Regions from separate parts of the Mus musculus genome. Here region 2 is linked to region 1. The links are chromatin contacts, called in public Hi-C maps. All regions are on one chromosome and are shown on one strand. The core of a region is the stretch at or near the end of the contact, and the rest is flanking DNA. Distances in the headings are between cores, read along the strand shown.

Region 1 (3,055 bases), core at 384-2,883:
TCGCAACAGTGACCTCTAGTGCTCCCTCTCTGATGAACCCCTGCAGCTGCAGAAGGAATTACACCTTTGCCACAGAACTTCAACTGAGCGGGTAGGTGGGTTCAGGTCTGCTGTGTATCATCCTTGTTTGTTTATTTGCTACAGCGCTTGTCAAGGCCATCACCCACAGGACCCTCTAAGATTTTGGCTAGGTGAAACTATACATATTTTACTGATTTAATGGGATTCCCACACATTCGATTTGAAATTGAATGGGAAGCACAGTCCAGCCTAGGAGTGAAGTTCTCTCCTTTGCCTTTGCAGAGTGGCAGGTAAATTCTGACATTAAATGAGCTCCTGAAAAATCATCAGTGGGTGGACACGAGCTCGTGGCAGTGAGTTCCCTGTGCCTTTCCCTCGTGAGGACTCTACAGTTAAGGCAAAAGAGGGTCTATGGCAAAGAGAGTTACCAATGTCTTGTCTCTCAAACCTAAAGCTGTCAGTAAGGCAGGTCCCATCCATTCCTGAGCAGGACTTATAACCCTTTCTTGTAAAGCAGAGAAAGAAATAGAAAGTTGTGTGTTTGCTTGGCTGTTTTTATCATACATAAAAAGAGGAAATTCTTCTATCTAAAGAATCTAAACCAAATATAAACTTTTAAAACTTTTCCTATTTCCAATGGCAAGCTGACGAAAGAGTTGGGCCAGGGTATTTTGGATGATATTTAAATTAAGCAACGAGACCATAACAAATGTTCCTCGAATCAATGAACTCAGCACTAAGACAATCAATCACAAATACATGAAGTTGAAAATTCAACCACTAGAGAACACTACTTAAGCGGGTGGTGGGGGAGGGGGAAGTCACCTGCACATTTCCCTTTAAGGGAGATGTAGGGATGGGTACCCATCCAGGAGTGCTCTTCTGCCTGAGGACACAGCTCTCCAGTGCTGAGCTGTGCCTCCACCAGTTCTGCCTGCCCCTGCCCGCGAAGTCTGCAGTATGTCTCAGCTATTAGCCTGCACCATTTCAGAGATGCAGCCAGCCACTGCTAAATCGCAAACTTCAGAAATCTCAGCTAATGCAGCAGAATATCAAGTCTGCGGGTTGTTTTCCTGGTAGACAAATAATCCCAATGAAATTTAATGACCTCAAGACAGGCGCAATGGAAGACGTTCCCGGGCTGGTCCCCCGATTAAGATGCTAATTTAATGTTTTACTAGAAGTTGAGTCTTCTCAATGAATATTCAAAGAGAGTGAAATTCTGCTAGTAAAAAAAAAAAAATCCAAATAACATATTGCATATTTTGACCAGACCAAGAGGAACCCGATCATATTTGCACAATTTCCCTGTAGTGCTTTTCCTAGCCCCGCAGCGATTCCAGTTGAAAAGATTAATCGTGAAAACAACAGAATCAAAGTTTTGCGCGGAGCCCCCCTGCAAGTTTTAAATCATTTGCTGTGTACTTACATGAATTCCCAGCTTCCACTCTGTTCCAATTTTGAGTAGACAACAGAAGTAACATCTTGAGAACAGCTCCAGCGACAGATCCCATATTCATAATTTTTGAGCTCCCCAAAATATCTCGAGTGGCTCTCAGAGCGCTGGAGACAGGTTCTCCTCAGTCCTTCACCCAGCACTGACTGGGTCTTCAGTATCTCTAGCTCTCTGGATCTCTTTCCTCCCCCTCCCTCCTCTCACGCGCGCGCTCTCTCCTCCTCCTCTCCCTCCTCCCTCCTCCCTTGCTCCTCCTTCCTTCTCTCTCTCCCTCTCCTCTCTCTCTTTCTCTCTCTCTTTCTTCCCCACCCTCCTTCTCCCCTGCCCTCAGTACTGGTTCCTCACAGAAAAGCAACCAGCTTCTGTCCTAACAAGCTTACACACTGCTGCCGAGGCCACGCCCACTCCTCGCACCGGTCTTAGAAATTTGCCCCAGCATCCTTCCTCCTCCAAAAAGCACAGCAGCAGCCAGCAGCTTTCTGAGCTCCGCAGCGGCTGCAGGTGATGGAAGCTGGACCTGGAGGCGCTGCCCGCTGCCCGCTGCTCCTGGCCTCCTCGGGGCTCCCTCCCCTCCCCTCTATTCTCCAATAAGCTTTAACCCATTTTGTGCCCTGCCACCCTTTGGGGTGAGGAAAGCAGCCAGGCAAGGAAGCCTTCTGATTTTCCGCAGGTCTTGTATTTGGCAGTACCAACCAACATAGTGAGCTATTTCCTGATTGCCCGGGAGTGTATCCAGGTAAAACTGCATTATGTTTCAAAACAAAAGCATAAAATAAGACAGAAATAACGAAGCAAGCGTTGGTGAATTGTAGCTAAAACTGTCCTCCGGGAAAACGCGTGCTGTTTTTCTCTGTTTCTATAAAACTATTGCCTTGTGCTCCGGTGCCAGGATTTTATTACGGAAATTCCTCACATGGGAACAGACATTCCTGCTTGGCAGATATTTAAAAATCATCTGATAATAGTCTGCGAGAAATTAACATTTCTTATTTTAGTTGGTGCTTCAGGAATACAAATCCACCCATGAAGAGTTCTCTGAGTAGACTGAGTTTTATGAAAGCATCCTTCTGGAAATAGGCAGCATTCCATAATCATGTTTCTTAATAGTAATTCCCAGAGGGCCCAAAATGGAAAATTATGGAATACTGAAAAAGGGAACCCCCTCCCATATGTGTGTGCGTGCACACACACGTGAGTGCACACACAGGTACACACTCACGCGCACACATTCACACACTGACAGGAATACATACTCACTTATACACACTCACAGGCACACATGCATGCACATATACATGTGCACACACATGCATACACTCACACACATATGCACACACTTATACATACTCACAGACATACAAATGGGTGCAACACACACTCAGAAAATCAACAACTACAGAGAATATTCTTCCAGTGGCCACTCCCTGGGCACTATTGCTTGTGTAGAATATTAAAGCACTCAAATGATAAAGTTAAGACCCCATACAGAGCGGCACATCACATGGTGTCAGAGAGGGTAAATCATCTCTTTAAAATAAATGTCAAGACGTCTTCCTGCTGATTTCCTGGGCGTCATCA
Region 2 (3,223 bases), core at 716-3,215, 83 kb before region 1:
AGGATTGAGCATGTTGGAGGGGTCAAAGACACCACAAGAAAACCTACAAAAGTCTTCTAACTAACCTGAGCCTGTGGAGGCTCAGAGACTGAACAACCAACCAAAGAGCACACAGGGGCTGGACCTAGCTCCTCTAAATTCTTAGCAGATGTACAGCTAGGTCTTTTTGTAGGTCTCCTAACAATTGGAGTGGGGGCTATCTCTGACTTTGTTGCCTGCCTTTGGGTCCCTTTTCCCTAGCTGGACTGCCTGGACTAAATCATGATGATATAGTTTATCACCAACCCAGACTAGGAGTACTACCAAAATGTGGTGTTGACCAAAATGTTACATAGCTTATGACTGCATTTCTAAATAATGAAATAAAATAGAATTGCAGCCCTATGGGCCTGAGTGTTTGAACGCATATAAGCTGGGCCTGAGATCAACTGAAGCCCAGAATGCTTTTCAGTGGTGCACTCAAATGGAAAATCTCAACAATTGGCTGAGATCTCAATCTCACAGCCAACCAATCAGCTCATAGCTACCCAGTTGAGTTACTCCAAACTACATCTCACAGATGTAGCCACAGTTTTGTTTTTTGAATTCTGGATACAATGGAAATGAGATGCTTTCTCCCTTCATCTCCCCAGCAGGGCCCTGAATTAATAATATGTCACTAAGTTCTCCTAGGCCCGAGTCCTTTGTTGTCTATCAATTTAGCCTCACAGCGAATTGGCAGACTGACTTTCAGCCCTTCTTTTTGTCTTGCCAGATCAAACATTTCTAAAATCTTTAATAATTCAGAGGACTGAAAAGTAAATATTTATATCCTTTCTCTGTTCAGGCATTTTGATTTATATATTTGATTTTTTTTCCCATTTTAGGACAGCCAAATTTCCTCCAGAGGCCTAATAAAGCTACAGAAAACCCTTATACTGTGCCTTAATCTGTTTTTATTTTTACCACATTGAATTTTGGTTTATTTACATTAGCTGTTTGGGGAAAAATGGTTTTGAGTACATGGTGTCTAGAAAGTCAGATGATGAACAGGACCTGCCATGCTTTACTTTCTAAGCCCATTATAATACTTGTCTAAAAGTTCCCATTTAGATCCATTATATTGAGGCAGGTCATTTTGGTAAATAACATCATGGACCAGAGATAGTACACTAGCTCAGAGATTTAAATAACATTTTTTTTTTCTTTTCCAGCCAGCCTGAGATGATAAGCTGCCATAAGCCAAATGCCCTTACTCCACCTTCTGGATTATGAAACTAAAGTCTCTATCCTACAATGAACAGACATCGCCTTCACACAACAGTTGGAAAAGCAGCATGGGTGTGGGGTGGTAGACATTGGGACACAGAAGGTGAAAATCCAGTCACAGGTGTTTGATTGATTAAATGAGTCAATAGTCTCCCAATGCTAGTGAAGTACTATGTTTTAAGATATATTTATATGGGCTTGTGAATTTGATAAATCTACTCTTAGGTATACATTTTGAAATTCCAGAATCTTTTCCTTTGTATCATCTTGCTATGGACACGGCTATTGCACAGATATCAAGACCAATGACTAGTGTTGTATCCAGCCAAAGCAGCATCATTGCCTACCCTTCAGACTGGATTCAGTTAGGCAGAATACCTTTTTTCCTGATACCAGTTTTTTATATCCTTTGCCTTGGACTCTAGAGCCTTTACTTCCTAAAAGCGTGTAACTATAAGTTCTTTCACTATCTCTTGAGACTCAAATTGTCATATAGCCTCTTGCCTTTTTTTATACTCTGGGTCTGTCATTCTCAAGGACCTAAGAGACACCTTTTGAAAATCAAGCAATGAAGACAAGGTCCCTGTCTTCCAGGCTCTGTGGGAGATTCGGAGCCCAACTTCCTCAGGCTCCGATTAGCAAACAGATGGTCTAATCACATTGGCCTGCATCCACCAACCCCCACCAATGTACTCTGGTACATTTCCACTAGGTCAGTCCAGTGCCTCCGAGGGCTTGTTGCAAAGGAACTGAGTTTAGTCTCTCTCCTCTATTGAAGTATCCTTGACCTCTGCTGCAACGTTATTCAATAAAGTCCTCTTTGGCTGTCTACCTCAATCCAGAAATTCTTTTTTTTTCTTTGAGAGAAGATCATTTTTCTGTCTTGGCTTCTTTGATGTAATATTTTTTGTTGTTGTTATTGTTTTTCTTCTATCCAGTGGGTTATAATCTCCAGCACCTTAACCATTCTACAGTTAGAGTCTAAGAGAAGAAAAGTGCATTGTTGTGGATGAGCGCCTGTCTCAGAGCTAGATTGCCATTCTTCATCATAGTGGCCAATGCTCAATGGTCACCCCTGTAGCCCTGTGCTATCAGTTAGCAAAAAGGAATCTGCATAGTAGCATAAAGGTGTCATACAGATCCCTCAGCACAAAGTAATGTTGGCCCTTGCCAAGAGAACAAAGATGTAAATAAGCTACTATACAGGCAGTTGCACAGCAACAAATATCCAGTGTTGGGAAATCAACTCTACCATTCTCAGTAGACACAGAAGGCACAAAGTGTAAGCACCCACTGGCAAGCCTCAATCACCTCTGATACCACAACAAAGTTATGGCACACAACCACACCAAGGCACCATGGATGTATTTCATCAACCAACTACCACTTTGGAAGGAGGAGAAGAGATATTATAAAGCTGATATGTCTGGGATTTCACTTGGAAAGGACTCACACATTCCAAAGAAGCTATCAGCCAGTAGAGGCTAGTGATTTGGAGACAATGTGATGTGGGACAACATACAGTAAGGAGTCTGGACAGAATTAGAAATAGAACCCTACTTTAAAATGATATAGCTAGGACTTGAGACTCGAGCCCCGGGCTACCTTGCCAGCAGAGTCTTGCCCAACACCCGCAAGGGCCCACACGGGACTCCCCACGGGACCCTAAGACCTCTGGTGAGTGGAACACAGCGCCTGTCCCAATCCAATCGCGCGGAACCTGAGACTGTGGTACATAGGGAAGCAGGCTACCCAGGCCTGATCTGGGGCACAAGTCCCTTCCGCTCGACTTGAGACTCGAGCCCCGGGCTACCTTGCCAGCAGAGTCTGGCCCAACACCCGCAAGGGCCCACACGGGACTCCCCACGGGACCCTAAGACCTCTGGTGAGTGGAACACAGCGCCTGCCCCAATCCAACCGGGCGGAACCTGAGACTGCGGTACATAGGGAAGCAGGCTACCCGGGCCTGATCTGG

The links. Hi-C and Micro-C count contacts between places; a contact is called where the count stands out from the background.
Region 2: a contact with region 1 is called in a Hi-C map of cerebellar granule neurons, with 2.8 times the contacts expected there. The contact joins the enhancer-like site here to the promoter of Cntnap4 in region 1. A contact is called at or near these places in 1 of 39 promoter capture datasets (cranial neural crest), 4 of 484 Hi-C or Micro-C datasets (brain, cerebellar granule neurons and cerebellum) and 3 of 9 other capture datasets (adipose tissue, embryonic stem cells and liver).

The regions. Positions count from the first base shown.
Region 1 is chr8:112,568,621-112,571,675 of GRCm38.p6, reverse strand. Cntnap4 (contactin associated protein-like 4) reads right to left here and starts at 1,633. Exons shown (of 24, transcript NM_130457.2): 1 at 1,451-1,633. The coding sequence starts at 1,541. It overlaps Gm26994 (predicted gene, 26994), which reads left to right and starts at 2,101. Exons shown (of 6, transcript NR_132433.1): 1 at 2,101-2,213.
Region 2 is chr8:112,651,548-112,654,770 of GRCm38.p6, reverse strand. All of the region lies in intron 2 of Cntnap4 (contactin associated protein-like 4), which reads right to left. Among named protein-coding and RNA genes, the nearest start is that of Cntnap4, 83 kb to the right of the region's middle. Within about 2 kb of position 1,965, at least 3 of the 459 cell types and tissues checked have an H3K27ac peak or open chromatin away from gene starts, as enhancers often do. A contact at or near this core is called in cerebellar granule neurons and cerebellum, where this site is marked.